Regions from separate parts of the Mus musculus genome. Here regions 1, 2 and 4 are each linked to region 3. Evidence: chromatin contacts called from public Hi-C and HiChIP or PLAC-seq data. All regions are on one chromosome and are shown on one strand. Each heading gives the region's core, a stretch centred on a gene start, on an enhancer-like site or on the middle of the called end of the contact. The rest is flanking DNA. Distances are from core to core; before and after follow the strand shown.

Region 1 (3,884 bases), core at 1,369-3,868, 390 kb after region 3:
GTGGATATTAGCTCAAAAGCTCTGAATACCCAAGATCCAATTCACAGACCACATGAAGCTCAAGAAGAAGGAAGACCAAAGTATGGGTGCTTCAGTCCTTCTTAGAAAGGGGAACATTATACTCACAGGAGAAAATACGGCGACAAAATGTAGAGCAGAGACTAAAGGAAAGGCCATCCAGAGACTGCCCCACCTGGGGATCCATCCCATATACAGTCTCTAAACCCTGACACTATTTTGGATGCCAAGAAGTACTTGCTGAAAGGAGCCTGATATAGCTGTCTGAGAGGCTTTGCCAGAGCCCTACAAATACAGAGGCAGATGCTTGCAGCCAGCCATTAGACTGAGCACGAGGTCCTCAATGGAGGGGAGGAAGGACTGAAGGAGCTGAAGGTGTTTGCAACCCCATAGGAAGAACAATATCAACCTACCAGACCCAACTAGATCTCCCAGGGAGCTCAAAAAGGAGTACACATGGCTCCAGTTGCATATGTAGCAGAGGATGGCCTTGTCAGGCATCAGTGGGAGGAGAGGTCCTTGATCCTATGAAGGCTCAACAGATGCTCCAGTGTAGTGGAATGCTAGGGTGGGGAGGCAGGAGTGGGTGGGTGGGTGGGTGGGTGGGTGGAGGAACACCCTCATAGAAGCAGGGGGAGGGAGGATAGGAAAGGGGGTTTCTGGGAGTGGGAGAAACGGGGAAAGGGAATAACATTTGAAAAGTAAATAAAGAAAATATTCAATAAAAAAAAGAAGCAACAAAACCAGGAGCTGGTTCTTTGCAAAAATCAGCAAGATAGATAAACCCTAAGCCAGACTAACTAGAGGGCACTGAGACAGTATCCAAATTAACAAAATCACAAATGAGAAGGGAGACATAACAACAGAAACTGAGGAAATTTAAAAAATCATCAGATCCTACTACAAAAGCCTATATCTCACAAAACTGGAAAATCTAGATGAAATGAACAATTTCCTAGACAGATACCAAATACCAAAGTTAACTCGGGATCAGATAAACCATCTAAACAGTCCCATAACCCTAAAGAAATAGAAGCAGTCATTAATAGCCTCCCACCCAAAAAACAAAAAAAAAAACAAAAAAAAACAAAAAAAACAAACAAAAAAAACCCAGGACCAGGTGAGTTTAGTCCAGAATTCTATCAGACCTTCAAAGAAGAACTAATTCTTCAAACTATTCCACAAAATAGAAACAGAAGGAACACTTCCCAATCCATTCTATGAAGCCACAGTTACGCTGCGAATTCTTCCTTGGAGATAAAACCGTTTCTGTCTAAGCAGGAATTTGTCACAATTTCCTTTGATAAAGGAGTTCATAAGAATTCTTTTCTACTTCTGTCGTGTTTAATGTTCCAAATAGATTTTAAAAACTGGTTGAGTGCCTATTACTTAGCTTCAGAAGATATTGTGTATATTTAAGAGGCATTTAACTATTACAAATTATTTTGATGACTTAAATTAAAAAAATAATAATAAAAGAAGGGGCCAGAGTTCATTCCAATATTGTCTAATATCCATATACAATGGGGATTAAGATATTGCCTCATGACTTTTATCCTATACCAAATGTGCAGTTTAGAGCCCATTCTGAAGAAGGAGAGGGAGGAGGAGGAGGAGGAAGAGGAAGAGGAGAAGAAGACCAGAGGGGAAGGGGGGGAAGAAGAAGAAGGAGAAGGAGAAGGAGAAGGAGGAGGAGGAGGAGGAGGAGGAGGAGGAGGAGGAGGAGGAGGAGGAGGAGGAGGAGGAGGAGGAGGAGGAGAAGGAGAAGGAGAAGGAGAAGGAGAAGGAGAAGGAGAAGGAGAAGGAGAAGGAGAAGGAGAAGGAGAAGGAGAAGGAGAAGGAGAAGGAGAAGAAGAAGAAAAGAAGAAGAAGAAGAAGAAGAAGAAGAAGAAGAAGAAGAAGAAGAAGAAGAAGAAGAAGAACAACAACAACAACAACAACAACAACAACAACAACAACAACAACAACAACAAGAGGAGGAAGAAGAACAAGAAGTAGAACTCTTCACCCCATCCTTCAGGTGGGAAACCACCCTGAGTCATTATCACTTCAATATCTCGTTTTCTACACACTCAGCATAATGTCCTTTCAGTCCAGACCCCCTTCCCGAAAGGGTGAACAAGAAAAATCAAACTTCTAAAGGGTGCGTTATTTGGAGGTGTTTTTTCTCTCTTTCTTTCTTTCTTTTCTTTCTTTCTTTTTTTTTTTTTTTTTTTTTAACAAATGGAACATGCAAAAGTGGCAATTTACCTGCCCACAAAACCTACCAGCAGGACCTAATTTCCTCTGGGTTAGCATAATAGAGAGGGCCAATTACAAGAAGGTTATTCTTGGGGGAGGAAAGGGTTCTGTGCTATGCGACACAGCGAACCTCCTTCTGACCATCTGCTAAGCTGGTGTAACAAGAGCAGGGCAATTTAATCTCGTTCCGCCTTGCTGAAAAGAAGCATGTGTTCCAAAAGGAATCTAACTCATCTGCCAGACAGCAACTCTACACAAAACGCCACTGACAAGAGCAACTTCAATCCCTGCTCTTCAGTTGGCGCCTCTTAGGCAAGATGCTGCGGGTGGGGAAGCACGGTTGTAACTGGGACGGAGAACACATTTCGCCTTCACACAAAGTAAAACTCCTACGTCCGAGCTGTCTTGGTGGAGTGTTTGGCGGCAGAATACTGTTGGCCAATTTACATGGCGTTTGGATTTGAAGTTATATGCCATTTGGGGAAGATTACTATAATTAGAAAAATGGCCTAATTACTTTTCTGGCAGCAGCGAAGAAAGAGAACAGACTTTTCAGCTTATGGAGACAAGTCCTTGAGAAACCTCAAAAGGTTTCAGGATCCTATTTTGACAGGAAAGAACATCTCATCTGAACGTCTTGGATCTGTTGGAAAATCGAGTCCCAAAGCCAAACCACGGGAAGGGGGCGGGGTGGAGGGAGGGAGGGAGAAATATCCCCTCCTGTCGGGCTCGGAAACAGAGATGGCAGGAGCGGTCTTCCCTGCCACAGGGCACCATCAGCCACCCTCACAGGATGCAACAAACAGAAAACAAGAGAACTGGATAGAAAGGGTGGAATTTTGCAGCCGCAAGGCTCGGAGCGTGGTTAATGGCTCTGTCTGTTCCAATTGTAAATAATATGACAATGTTGTAACCTCAGACACTGGAGGTGCGGCTCCTGTTGGTTTAGGTCGAGGGTTCACATTTCCGATAGAAAATCATCCTGAGTTCCTCTCTTCCTGTGCAGAGGGGGGGAGTCATTGCTGTTTTCAATCAAACCCTGTTCCCCAGGCCTGGGGAATCACAGGACATTCTCTAGCTTTAACCCAGAAGGGGAGAGGAATCAGCCAGAGCTCTGCTAAGCAGGCGGAAAAAAAATGACCCACGGCTTTCTCTATTTAGGTTCCATTTCCTGAATGTAGCAATAGGAACACCTGCACTGGATCAACTATATCCTCCCTAAACAGCGTCTTAAACTGTCAGGACCGCTTCAAGGATACAGGGGTAAAGGCAGGACAAAGGGGTAGCTTTGAAATGGGAGCGGAGGAGGGGAGAAGGGTGAGAGGTGGCTGAGAAACACAGAAGGTTAGGCAAGGACTGTTGCTTTCAAGTTATGAGCTGGCTAATGAAAACGTTGCCTTTGTAAATGTGGCTCTCCTAAAACTGCTTCCCATCATTTTAGAAGCAGTGTCTGTCTTCCCTAACTATGGACTTTATCTAACACAGGAAGGACAGATTTAATTTCTGTCTGTTGCCAGTCCTCATACAAAGGATCCTTTTGGTCTAGGTTTGTCATTCAACAGCAGAAATGGAAAATGTAAACACATATTAAAATACTAACACCCCCACCCCACCTCATCCCCCAC
Region 2 (4,319 bases), core at 28-2,527, 350 kb after region 3:
AAACCTCCAACCTAAAGTGTATCATGCCTGCAGGATGTGCGGGGAAAGGAGTCTAGCATAGTCGTCATCAGAGAGACTTCATCTAGCAATTGATGGGAGCATCGCAGAGTCCCACAGGCAAATATCAGGTGGAACTGTGGGAGACCTGTGAAAGAGGGAGAGTTGGAGGAGTCAGAAAGGTCAAGGACACCACAAGAACATGGCCCCCAGAAGCAACTGACCAGGACTCGAGCTGGCTCATAGAGATCAGGGAAGCTGTATGAATCTAACCTAGGTCCTCTACATATATGTTATGGTTGTTTAGCCAGTGCTCTTGTGAGATTCCTAACAGTGGAAGCGAGGGCTGTTGCTCACCCTTACACCCTACCTTTGGGACCCTTTTTCTTTGATTGGGTTGCCTCATCCAGCCTTGATGTGATGGTATGTGCCTAGCCTTATTGTAGCTTGTTACGTGGTATGATCCTAAAAGACATGCTCTTTTCTGAGGAGAAGTGAAGAGGGTGAATCCAGGAGGAAGGGGAGGTTGAGGAGGAGGGCGTGAGACTCGTAGAGGGGGTGGGAGAGGAACTATAGTTGGGATGTAATATATGAGAGGACCTGTGTTAGGCTAACTATACACCCAGAAGTCTTCAACCTGACAGGAACATAGAAATCTCCACTATTAGTCAAACTTTGGGGGAAATAGGTTGATATATGAAGCCAAGATGCAACTGGGGCAGTAGCGTAGAACACTTAGAGAAAGTGTGTGCTTTAAAATCCAGAATCACCCCAAAGCTTCCTGGGACAACATTTGCCAGGAAACATGGGTAGCCTGGGAAACAGAAAGAGGGAAAATTCAAGTTTCTGCCAACCACATGGAAGGCTTGTTTCAGCATTACCAATAGCTCCTCCCATCCCCTCACCACCAAGGTGTGTGCTGGCATTTTGCATAAGGAAACAGGACAAAGAGCAAGAAAAAAAAAAAAAAAGAACAAATAGTTTCCAAAACTTTTTCTGCCCTTTCAGCCTTGGTACAGAAGAAATCAGGCTGCAGTGATGAGCGAGGAAAGTTGGCCTCCATCCTAAACCTGCCACTACCGAACTGCACACACCACTTAATTTCTCTCATTCGGCATTTCTTCATCTATAAATGGAAGAGGAGGAGGCCATGACATACATAAGCCCAGGGACTCCTTGCTCCCGGTCGGGCTGAGTTATGGCACCTCCTACTGTGTCCTACTGGGGTCGATTATTTCTCCGTCAGAGGATAAATGTTTCCCCCTGCAGTTCCTTGTTGTTTATTTGCATGTCTGCCGTAGCAACATTCAAACATACCAGGTTTGCAGCCCCGCCTGGCTGTCTTCCCCAGTGTCCTCTTGCTGGCATGCTTTCCCAAGAAGCAGACTTGGAATAACAACAGGCAAACTCATGGGAATTCCTCCAGGCTTCCTAAGACAGCCATCAACATAGGGATTCAGAAGCAGCCCGGGCACATAGTTTTGCAAGGAGTAACAGTTTCCTCCGTGGCTTCTGCATTAAAATTCAATTGGGTTATCCTTAGGCACATTTGTTAGATTCGTACTGAAACTTTACCCTCAAATTTATAAGCATTATTTCTGAAGGTCAATCTGTACAATTAACTAAACCTGCCCCATTAATAAATGCCCAGGGGGTGGAGAGAGGGCTCGGTGGTTAAAAGCACTGACTGCTCTTCGAGAGGACCTGGGTTCAAGTTCTAGCATCCACATGGCAACTCACAGCTGTCTGTAACTCCAGTTCCAGGGAAGCTGACACCCCACCCCCTTACTGGCTTCTGAGGGCACCAGGCATCTACATGGTGCACAGGACCATAGATGTACAATAGTACACAGACATGTATGCAAGCAAAATAACCATATACATAAAATAAGAACTTAAACTGCAAAGATTTTAGTTGTGAGTTCTTCTGTTGTTGTATATATATTTTTAGTAATTATTTTATTTATTTGCATTTCAAATGTTGTACCCCTTCCCAGTCCCTCCTCCATGAGACCCCTAACCCCATGCCCCCTTCCCTTTGCCTATAAGAGGGTGCTTACCCACTCCCTCCTCACTCCTCTAGCATTCCCCTTCTCTGGAGCATCAAACTTCCACAGGGCCAAGCACATCCCCTCCCACTGGGGCTAGATAAGGCAGTCATATGTAGCACGAGCCACAGATAGAGAAAATGTGATACATTTACACAATGGAATATTACTCATCTATAAAAATGAAGACATCACAAATTTTGCAGACAAGTGGGTGGAACTAGAAAATAACATCCTGAGTGAGGATGTTATTTCCAGACCCAAAGGGACATACATGGTATGCACTCACTGGTAAGTGGATATTAGCCAAAAAGCTCCACATACCCACAATACAACTCACAGACCATATGAAGCTTAACAAGAAGGAAGGCCAGAGTGTGATATATTTTAAAGTAATGGCCCAAGGGAAGTGACTTTTTCTTGGTTGTACTGAAGTCTGCAATAGGGTAATTGCATCAAGGGGGTTAGGGTATAAATCTGCGACAATAACATCCAGTGACTGAGGATGCCACACTGAAGACTTGTGATCATAAAATTCCTACCTCATTCTGTCAAGTCCTGTGCTATCAAAACAACACAGTGACTCAACAAATACAGGAGACAGTGGGGGTCTGCGTGGCTCCACTCTGAAAGGAGAAAACCTTGGAACGGGATCTGGATTCTAGGTCCATCTTATTACACAGAGCGCAAGCACGGGGTCTATGTTCCTGATCACTGTTCTCGTAGTGCTGCCCTCATCAGTACCTGGGGGAGTCAAGGCAAATTGCCTGAAGCAGGTATAAAGAGAGTGGCTTAAGGTACAACACTGAGGAGTGGGGAGCCAACTCCATGGGTGGGGTACATCCTGTGCAAGCATGAAGACCTGAGTTCAACCCCAGAATCCACAGAAGAAATGGCCAGGCTTGCTGGCACATGTGTGTAATTGCAAACATGGAAAGGTGGGGCATGGCAGAGATCCCTGGGGCTCACTGGCCAGCCAGCCTAACCAGAAAGCTTCCTGTCAGTGAAAGCCCTGGCCTACAAACAAGCTGGAAGTCTCCTGGGGAGGGGCAGGGCCCCTCAAGACGACCTCTTGCCTACAAACACCCAGACAAAGACAGAGTATGTGTCCTGTAAACACATGCACGCAAAAATGTACATGCACACATACACAAAAATTATAGTAACAATTTTTAATTTCAATCTAGCATAGTGGTGTGCACGTGAACTCCCAGTGTTTGAGAGGCTAAGACAGAATGATTAGAATTTGAGGTCACCCTGAGCTTCAGTGTGAGACTTTGTCCAAAATGTGTAAACAATTACTCGGTAAGAGAAGAAAGGAAAGAACACTCAGTTATCTTTACCCCATTCTGCTGTAATGAATATGTCCTACAAATTCCACCAGCATTAAAGTCTACTAATGAATTTACTACCAATGAGCTTAATAAAATTAAATTAAATTAAATTAAAAAGATTAGAAATTTTAAAAATATCTAAATAACTGTTTACACCCTCGTGTGTGCTTTCGTAATGAAAATTCAAAGCTAAACTCTACAGCCCATCACACTCTAAAAATAAACGCACAGTTTAATAACAAGCACACTTTCTATGATATATCACCCTCATATCTATAAACTCCGTCCTAAACAACCTCGATTTTAAATTAAAAGTTCACTCTCCTTTTATGTCACTTCTAAAAATAAGTTTGCTTAGCTAAATATGCAGGTCCTGCAGAATTGGCTAGATTTATGAAACATTCTTTAATAAACTAAACAATCACTATATAAAAAGCAGATGCAATACCTTTGTAATTCAATTTTATAGTTTAAAAATATTCTACATGGAAGCGCCAAATTCTGCCCTGCAGAGACACAGGGCTCCTGCTGACGTCAATGAGAGCCGAGCGCTCACAAAGGAGGCCAGACTATGCCCTGAGCACTTAAATTTAGTAATCCATTAGACGCAGGGAGGAGGCAAAAAGGCTCGGCTCAAATGCCAACTTATCCGCCTTCCAATCTGCTGGCTTTAAGTGTGGTTCAGGGTGGCTAAATCACATCTTATAGATGTAGGGCAAAGTGGGAGGGCAGTGTCACGGCGCACACGAGAATTTTGTAGATTTTTACGTCCATTTCTGTTCCCCAGGAGACTGTGTCTTTGTTCCTTCAGAGACTTCATTTTTTTCTTAACTCTCTTAAGATGGCTGAACTGACTGATTTCCTGACTTGAATGGTAGAATTTGTGGCTGTGGAGTCCAAACACCCCTCTTCCTTTGGATGAATATAAAAACAGGATTTA
Region 3 (4,223 bases), core at 722-3,221:
ACTTTTCTGAATGAACAATAAAAGCATTGCGCCCAATTCTGTGCCATTCTAAAGTTCACACATAGCCCTAAAGTGTAAAGCCTCAGTTCAGAGTTCAACACAGTGCTGTGTAGCAACTAAAGTATATCTAAAAGCAGACTGGCTGCCATCTGATGCTGTGCCTCTAAACAAGAGTCACTGCGAAAACAGGAGTGCGAGTCCAGCCTCTGACCATCCAGGATGCCTGCCTGGCTACTGAAACTTCCTTACTAGTTTTTGTAACTGTTTACCTGGCACTTGATAAGAAAAAAAAATTATTATCTCTTTAAAGACACAGAAATATAGAAGACGCACGTGCTGAAAGCCACTTGCAATAAATAAATAACTTCCAAAAATTCAGGGAGGGCAGAAATGCTTCAAGAAACGCAGGGACTCAAAAACCAGGTGTAGGAGATTTGAAAACAGGGCCCAGCTGTGGAAGTCTGGGTAAGGCCACTCTGTTTTTTACTTTTTCCTGTTTTCTGTTGTTCTGGCTGTAAACTACTCCAAGGGACAGAGAACGGGCAAAAAAGAAAAAGAAAAAAGAAATCTTTCTTAGTACAGTGTAAAGTTTTACTGTTTGGCAGGCTGGCTTCCCGGCCGCTTGCGCCCCACTCCCTGCACTTTGACTGTTTCAAGTTTCCCAGGAGCAACCCCAAAGGCGCAGCCCCAGCTTACCTGCTCCCTGGGTATGCAGGGCAGGGAGGTCCTCCGGTGAGACTTGCCACTGCAGCCGGACATCTCGCCGGCCACCACCGAGCTGGACCGCCTCCTCCTCTTCCACCCCGGAATCTCTTCCTTGGTCCTCGCGCTCAACTGGGACCCAAACCGCTCCCTGGGCGGAGCCGGCCCGGAGCACTGCGGCAGGATCTGCTCGGCGTACCTGGCCAGCAGCAGCCCAAGCACGGCCGCCAAGTATGCCAGGTAAGGTCTCCAGGCGACCTTGAACCTCTCCAGAGAAACCAGGGCCACCGTCCTAAGCACGCTAGTCCAGGCGACCATGAGGACGCCCAGCCTCAGCCTCAGCACCAGCCATGTCGCGCCACCTAGGCAGCTGAGCAGGACCCCCGCGGCGGGCAGCGACAGCAGGCGACCGTCCCCCACGCCCAAGGAGAGCTGCACCAGCGCTTCCCCGGCGCAGCAGGCGGCCAACAGCGCGACGGCCAGAGGCAGGCGCACCCCGGCGCGCAGCAGGCACAAGCCCATCCAGAAGAAGGCGCACAGGAGACTGAAGAGCAGCGCGGCCGGCTGCAGCCAAGGGCTGAGCTGCGCGCCGCCCCCGGGAGCACCTCCCCGAGGGCCCGGGAAGACGCCCCCTCGGGCTCCTTCCTCCTCCTCCTCCTCGGCCGCCGCCTCCTGACTCTTCTCCAGCTCGCCTCCGACCTCCCCGCCGACCAGCCTCACCAGCAGCGCCAGCAGCACGGACAGGGAGCCCGCGCACAGCGCCGAGGAGAGTTGAGGCGAGCGCCGGAGCGGCTGCAGCGCCAGGGCTCTCCAACAACAGCCGGAGCCCCGAGGGGATGGAGAGGACTCGCCACGATGGCGGTGGTTCCCTCTTGCCACACGGGCGGGACTCGCCCCTCCGAGGCCCGGCTTGGCTAGGTCTTGGGCGGCCTCGCCCCGCACTGCCATGCTCTGCGGACAACCCCCACCCGTCCCACTCGCGCGTCCGCGCTCTTCTCGAGCCCACTCTCGGAATCACTTCTTCCGGATCTACGCGAAGTTTCAGCCTTGCAGAGAACTCAAGAGTGCGAGCTGAAGACTTCAAGTTGGCAGCTAGCAGGATCAGCCTTGGAATTTTCAACCCCCACTCCTCTCCTTTTCTCTTTCTCTCTCTCTCTCTCCCTCTCCCTCTCCCTCTCTCCTTTCCTTTCTCTCTTAAAAGTCCTCCGCTCCACCCTCAGCCAGAGTTTATACCCTGCGGGGTCTCTTCCTACTTCGGGATTTTAACACTTGCTCAACTCACTGAGTGCTCAGGGACCGCTGATGCTGAGGCAGGCTGGGGCACTGGGCGAGCTCAGGCCATCCTTGGGCGTTCAGGGACGGTAGGTGTCTGACCTCCCCTTCCCCCTTCCCTCACTCCCCCCCCCCCCGCAGCATATTCTCTTATTCATTCTCTCTCTCTCTCTCTCTCTCTCTCTCTCTCTCTCTCTCTCTCTCTCTCTCTCTCTCTCCCCTCTCTCTCCCTCCCTCCCTCCCTCCCCCTCCGTCTCCCCACTCCCTCCGACTCTTCCCTCTCCCTCCTCCCCTTTTTCCCCCTCCCCCTTTCTTTCTTTACCTCTCCCAATTTTCCTCTTTATCTCTCCTCTCTCTCGCCCGCTTGCTCTCCTTGGCGGACCTCACCCCACCCCCACCCCGAGCTTGGGCGATGCCCCAGGATGCAGACCCCTTGTTTTGCAGAGGTAGGAAGCAGAGCCTTCCAGCCTCTCTACCCAGTTCATGACAAAAAGTAGGATGAAAGGGAAGAAGGAAGGAAGGAAGGAAGGAGAGAGAGAGAGAGAGAGAGAGAGAGAGAGAGAGAGAGAGAGAGAGAGAGAGAGAGAGAGAGAAGAGAGGGGGAGGGAGGAAAGGAAGGAAGGAAGGAAGGAAGGAAGGAAGGAAGGAAGGGAGAGAGGAAGGAAGGAGAGAGAGAAGAACTGAGACCTATTGCAGAAGTTGCTAAGTTTCACCCAAGAACACAGTGTGAGGAGAGGCTGCAGTATCAGAGAGGAGGAGGGAGATCCGTGAGCTGGTGAGTAACCGGTAGGAACAGGAAGAAAGTGAGGCCCTTTTCTTGTTTTTCTTTAAATAATCATCTTTCCTTTTGATGCATGGTGGCTGCTGTTTTTGCAAGGGAGAAAACAGTGGAACTGAGTGCTTAAAACTCCAAGAGAGGCCTCTGCAGGGGCCACAGTTCTGCCTCTTGCTGGGTTTTAAGGGAACTCCCTAGGAACTCCCTAGGCTCAAGCATGGCAGTTATTGCTCAGGGCTGGACTACTCCATTTCTAGAGATGGGTCCTACCAGCTAAAGAGAGGGGGTGGGTGGGGGTGGTCCTGGCAGCCCTGATGCTGGGATTTGTGGATGGCTCTGAGGGATGAAAGCTTGCATGCTAGCTCATGTTCTTGAAAAATGGCACTTCTGTCTGAGCTTTTAACCAGGAGAAGATCCTGGGCATGAGAGTGTGCCCTCCCTCAGGATAGCTGGAAACCCATCTCAAAGGCTCATTCACACTCTGCTCCAGGTGGAAGGTCTGTTTGCCACAGAGAAGCCACGCCCATCTTTTAAAGCTACATTTTAATTATTTGTGTAAGTCTGTGTGAGAGATCACAAGACAACTCAAGGGAGTCAGCTCTCTCCTTTCCAAGGCCCAGAGGACTAAGCTAAGGTCTTTAAGCTTAATGGTAAACACCTTCCCTGCTACCCACTGAGACATCTTGAAGGCCCAAACATGCTTTTCTTAGTGTTTCTCTACCTCTACCTATTCTAGTCTATGGAAGAATCTCAGAGTTACCTAGTGCACAAAGCCAGTTTTTTTTTTGTTTGTTTGTTTGTTTGTTTTTCATACAGGCAGGAAATATAGAGTGAGAAGAATAAAAAGATGAGAAAGGAATAGAGAGATGGCTCAGCAATCAAGAGCCCCTACTGCTCTTTCAGAGAACCCAAGGAGTTCCCAGCACCCACATCTGGTGGCACAGAGCCACCTGCATTTAACTCTAGTTCCAGGGGATCTGATGCCCTCATCTGGACTCCACAGGTATCTGTACTCACACATATTCACACATAACAAACAAAAGGACAGACAGGCAGAAAGAAAACTTTTAAGTAATTTTAAAAGTCTATCTGGGAGTGCCAGGACATATAACCCCGGGATCTAGAAAGCTGAAACAGGAAAAGTGTTGGGAGTTAGAAGACAGCCTGCAAGACAAATGGAACACTGGGGGAAAGTGTATCCCTCTCCCCAACTCCAGAGCACAAGTATCCTTAGTCAACAGTTACTGTTTATGTGTGGTAAATTCTACTATTTGCTGAGCTTCCTCTGCAGAGCTAGGAAGCCCAGCTAGTGACACACACCCACAACAAACAAAATCCCTCCATTATTAATGATTTCATGATCACATACCACAGTGACCATGTGGCATTTAGAAAACCACGATGCTAACTTCATTGGCAGTCTATGCAAAAGAATTCCGGATCTGCTCAGTATATTCAAATGACATCAAAGTGT
Region 4 (4,228 bases), core at 1,147-3,646, 310 kb after region 3:
GCATTTATTAAATATTTACTGAGCATGATAAAGTAACATGTGCCAAGAAGTAGTGTGGCCATAGACCTATGGAAACACAGGTGAGATTCAGTTGTTTCCATCAGCCATTCAAATGCATCCTGCACATGAGTTCCAGACGAAATCCTTTTTGGTGTGCTAAGTTCAGCCCAATGTTTAGAATCTTAGACTCTTCACATTTACTATACAATATATTCCATGCCTTTATACACAAACTTCCTTCTGTACAAGCAATTCAGTTCTATCCTTCAGGAGATGCTAGTGTGTTCTAAGTCTCCATTTTGATGTCTCAAAACCCCAAAAGTATCCCTGGCTTTCTCCCAAATTCTTGTAGCATCAGCAGCATCTACCAGTCCTGAGCAGTTTCTTTAGTGGATTGTCAGTTTATATTTCATTGTATTTCTACTCAAAGGACTATGGACTAGCTGGGTAGGACAAATGGACAAATGGACAAATGGACTAGCTGGGTAGGACAAATGTTTTTGTATCAATCATAGAGTTATGACTGTAGAGATGGCTCAGATGGTAAAGTGCTTGCCACACAAATGTGAGAACCTGAGTTTAATCCCAGTGCCTATGAGAAAAAAAAAATCCTAGCCAGAGTTATGAAACCAGAGACAGGAGGATCAATGAGACTTTGCTAGTCAATCAACCAAGCCAAATCAAAGATCTCTAGATTTGGTGGGAGACCTGCCTCAAAAAGAATATGGAGAGTGGTTGAGGCACACACGCACCACACACACACACACTACAGAATTAGGGCTGTTGTAGGCATCTAATAAATTAACTAATGTGTGGACATGTATACTATACATAAGTCATAAGTGCTACTGTCTCTGACTCTGATATTATATGAGGAGCAGGGTCAGCAACTGGGAGCTATTTTGAGTCAAGATTGGTTACAGCTTGAATATCGTAGGTAGAATGTGATTCAATTGGAAACTTACATTCCTTAAAATGACATGGCATAGACTCAAAAGCCAGTTTTACAGATGAAATTTATAAATATATAGTACTCAGAACAGAAAGTGTAGAAATAAAGAAGAGAGAACTCCTTCTCTGGTCTCTTTTTCCCCAAACTCAGGGACAGATGTATAAAGTTCCCTGGTAAGTTGTTCAGTATGAAAATATGCTCATTAATTCTTTCTTCCTGCCTTTACTCCTCAGAGTGAGTTCAGAACATCAAGACATTGATCCTCAGCCAATATGAAACCCTTCATTCCTCAACTCTGCATGCTTATTAAGCACTGATGAAGGCACAGAATATTGCTTTGATCTTGCAGGTTATGTCTCCATACCCAGCACCCCACAATGTCTCTGGAGTCCTCAGAGGCACTGCCCCAGAAGGACAACAGATGTCATCCTCATGTTTCCCTAATGCTCCTTCTCTTCAACCTGATTTTGTTTGCTCTTTTAACTCTTTTTAGAAAGAGAACAGTATTCTTGGCTCAAAAATATGGGTTTGCTTTATTTTGCATAAGTTTGCATAATGAAGCAATAACTCAAAATATGGGCAAATAAATTCATCAGTCAACCTAAGTCATTGTATTTAAGTTTGACGTGGGTAGTACTACACATGAAAAATATCTATAATTTTTAAGGTAATCACAGTCTGGATCAAGAAGGAGTAAGAGTCTTCTGAAAGGGCACAGTCTACCAAGCTTGTAAGAGCCCCTGGAGTTAGTCTGTTTTCACTAAACAGCTCTACAGTGTGTGAACTGGGACTCTTCTCTTCCACCAGAGCTACTGATGGCAAATGTAGCTCACATGTGACACCTCCAGAGGAAGCATTTATTAATGTCTTCGTTTTGAGGCCCTAGCATTTTTTTCTGTGCACAGTCGAGTAATCCTTCTTTTCATTCGAAACTATTGTATTTTTTTTCACTACGCCATTAGACAATTTTTTTCCTAAATGTGTGACTTAGCATTGCTCTCCAATAAAATCACCTATGGTGTCCATCCCAGTGCTTTGGGAACATAATCTACAAGTCTGAAATTTCAGCAAGGGGCCTAGATACTTCCCACTGACATGAAATTTTTGATCCATTCCTGTATGAACACACACACACACACACACACACACACACACACACACACACAACCATGTAACAAGCACATCCCTCCTTCTGAGAGAAAGCTGCACTAAGCATCTATTGGAACATAGAATTTTTCTTCTGCATCAGTCATTGAGAGGAATGATGACTGACCTGGAGGAGGGTGGCCAATCACTGGGAAATGATGGAAAATTGTAACACATTTCTGAAAATCTGCTTCTCATTTTCATTCACTGGCAAATATATCTGATTAAGAGTCAGGATCCTCCATAGTCTGTAATTCTCCTACATTCCCATCTGGAAATGGAACATATTTGAGCCACATGGTTCCTTCTGACTTCAAGAGGCTAAGCATGTGGAAATGCTTGAATGTACATAGAGAAGAACTGTCTACAATGTCAAGTATTTGAAAGTTTTAGGAATTAATAAAGTACTACAGATCACAGTTGAACCAAGTAAGTACATTAACTACATGAAATACTTAGACATTTTTCTACTCTCTACTGCTGAGAACAAATTTTACAAGTCCAGTTGTTGTTGTAGCTGGGTTTTGTTATTTTTATTGCTTCTGTTTTAGAATCTTATGCATGAGTACAATGTATTTTCATACTTTCCACATACTCTAATTATTCTTCCCATGTTCCCACACACCAATATCAGAAATTATATATATCCAGTTAGAATGTGGGCATGACCAGCTTATCAGGAGTCTTTGTTCTTATTGTAGTACATGATTTTAATATTTTCAAACAGAATGATTATTTTAAGATATAGTTCATTGTTATGTCTCCCATTTCATTTCTGATTTTATGAGTTTGGATACTGTCTCTGTTCCCCCTGGTTAGGCTGGCTAGGGGTCTATCTATCTTGTTGATTTTCTCAAAAAACCAGCTCCTGGTTTTGTTGATTCTTTGTACAGTTCTTTTTGTTTCTATTTGGTTAATTTCGCCCCTGAGTTTGATTATTTCCTGCCATCCACTCCTCTTGGGTATATTTGCTTCTTTTTGTTCTAGAGCTTTCAGGTGTGCTGTCAAGCTGCTAGTTTATGCTTTCTCCATTTTCTTTTTGGAGGCACTCAGAGCTATGAGTTTTCCTCTTAGCACTGCTTTCATTGTGTCCCATAAGTTTGGGTATGTTGTGCTTTCTTTTTCAGTAAGTTCTAAAAGCCTTTAATTTTTTTTCTTTATTTCTTCCTTGACCAAGTTATCATTGAGTAGAGCATTGTTCAGCTTCCTTGTGTATGTGGGCTTTCCGTTGTTTTTGTTGGTATTGAAGACCAGCCTTAGTCCATAGTGATCTGATAGGGTGCGTGGGATCATATCAATCTTCTGTCCACTGCTGAGAGTGGGGTGTTGAAGTCTCCCACTATTATTGTGTGGGGTGCAATGTGTGCTTTGAGCTTTAGTAAAGTTTCTTTTGTGAACATGGGTGCTCTTGCATTTAGAACATAGATGTTCAGAATTGAGAGTTATTCATGGTAGATTTTTCCTTTGATGAGTATGAAGTGTCCTTCTTTAACCTTTTTGATATCTTTTGGTTGAAAGTTGATTTTATTCACTATTACAATGGCTACTCCAACTTGTTTCTTGGGACCATTTGCTTGGAAAAATGGTTTTCCAGCCCTTTACTCTGAGGTAGTATCTGTCTTTGACACTGAGGTGCATTCCCTGTATGCAACAAAATACTGGGTCCTGTTTTTGTATCCAGTCTCTTAGTCTATGTCTTTTTATTGGGGAATTGGGTCCATTGACGTTAAGAGATATTAAGGAAAAATGATTGTTACCTCCTGTTATTTTTTTTGTTGTTAGAGGTAGGATTATGTTTGTGTGGCTATCTTTTTTGGGGTTTGTTGAAAGATTACTTTCTTACTTTTTCTAGAGTGTAGTTTCCATCTTTGTGTTGGTGTTTTCCATCTACCCTTTGTAGGGCTGGATTTATGGAAAGATATTGTGTAAATTTGGTTTTGCCATGGAATGTTTTGTTTTCTCCGTCTACAGTAATTGAGAGTTTTGCTGGGTATAGTAGCCTGGGCTAGCATTTGTGTTCTCTTAGGGTCTGTATGACATTTTCCCAGGATCTTCTAGCTTTCATAGTCTCTGGTGAGAAGTCTGGTGTAATTCTGATAGGTCTGCCTTTATATGTTACTTGACCTTTTT

Evidence for each region. A called contact is a pair of places that touch in the nucleus more often than the background predicts. HiChIP or PLAC-seq counts read pairs in DNA pulled down with a chosen protein or histone mark.
Region 1: an H3K4me3 HiChIP or PLAC-seq map of craniofacial prominence shows a contact between it and region 3, with 5 times the contacts expected there. The contact joins the enhancer-like site here to the promoter of Pde3a in region 3. A contact is called at or near these places in 1 of 39 promoter capture datasets (liver), 2 of 484 Hi-C or Micro-C datasets (nephron progenitors and uterus), 7 of 115 datasets of contacts at active chromatin or transcription factors (craniofacial prominence, embryonic forebrain, embryonic limb bud and 3 more) and 1 of 9 other capture datasets (embryonic stem cells).
Region 2: a contact with region 3 is called in a Hi-C map of uterus, with 2.8 times the contacts expected there. The contact joins the enhancer-like site here to the promoter of Pde3a in region 3. A contact is called at or near these places in 12 of 39 promoter capture datasets (3T3-L1-derived adipocytes, cranial neural crest, embryonic stem cells and 6 more), 1 of 15 datasets of contacts at CTCF or cohesin (the NIH/3T3 cell line), 2 of 484 Hi-C or Micro-C datasets (nephron progenitors and uterus), 8 of 115 datasets of contacts at active chromatin or transcription factors (craniofacial prominence, embryonic basal ganglia, embryonic forebrain and 5 more) and 1 of 9 other capture datasets (liver).
Region 4: a contact with region 3 is called in an H3K4me3 HiChIP or PLAC-seq map of craniofacial prominence, with 4 times the contacts expected there. The contact joins the enhancer-like site here to the promoter of Pde3a in region 3. A contact is called at or near these places in 8 of 39 promoter capture datasets (cranial neural crest, embryonic stem cells, hippocampal neurons and 4 more), 1 of 484 Hi-C or Micro-C datasets (cochlea), 10 of 115 datasets of contacts at active chromatin or transcription factors (astrocytes, craniofacial prominence, embryonic basal ganglia and 7 more) and 4 of 9 other capture datasets (adipose tissue, embryonic stem cells, macrophages and 1 more).

The regions. Positions count from the first base shown.
Region 1 is chr6:140,856,180-140,860,063 of GRCm38.p6, reverse strand. No RefSeq gene overlaps it. Among named protein-coding and RNA genes, the nearest start is that of Gm30524, 98 kb to the left of the region's middle. Within about 2 kb of position 2,618, at least 37 of the 459 cell types and tissues checked have an H3K27ac peak or open chromatin away from gene starts, as enhancers often do. A contact at or near this core is called in craniofacial prominence, nephron progenitors, neural tube and 1 more, where this site is marked.
Region 2 is chr6:140,894,324-140,898,642 of GRCm38.p6, reverse strand. No RefSeq gene overlaps it. Among named protein-coding and RNA genes, the nearest start is that of Gm30524, 59 kb to the left of the region's middle. Within about 2 kb of position 1,277, at least 12 of the 459 cell types and tissues checked have an H3K27ac peak or open chromatin away from gene starts, as enhancers often do. A contact at or near this core is called in uterus, where this site is marked.
Region 3 is chr6:141,247,017-141,251,239 of GRCm38.p6, reverse strand. It overlaps Pde3a (phosphodiesterase 3A, cGMP inhibited), which reads right to left and starts at 1,971. Exons shown (of 16, transcript NM_018779.2): 1 at 697-1,971. The coding sequence starts at 1,650. It overlaps Gm28523 (a long non-coding RNA gene), which reads left to right and starts at 585. Exons shown (of 2, transcript XR_378118.4): 1 at 585-2,063; 2 at 3,566-4,223.
Region 4 is chr6:140,939,474-140,943,701 of GRCm38.p6, reverse strand. No RefSeq gene overlaps it. Among named protein-coding and RNA genes, the nearest start is that of Gm30524, 14 kb to the left of the region's middle. Within about 2 kb of position 2,396, at least 2 of the 459 cell types and tissues checked have an H3K27ac peak or open chromatin away from gene starts, as enhancers often do. A contact at or near this core is called in craniofacial prominence, where this site is marked.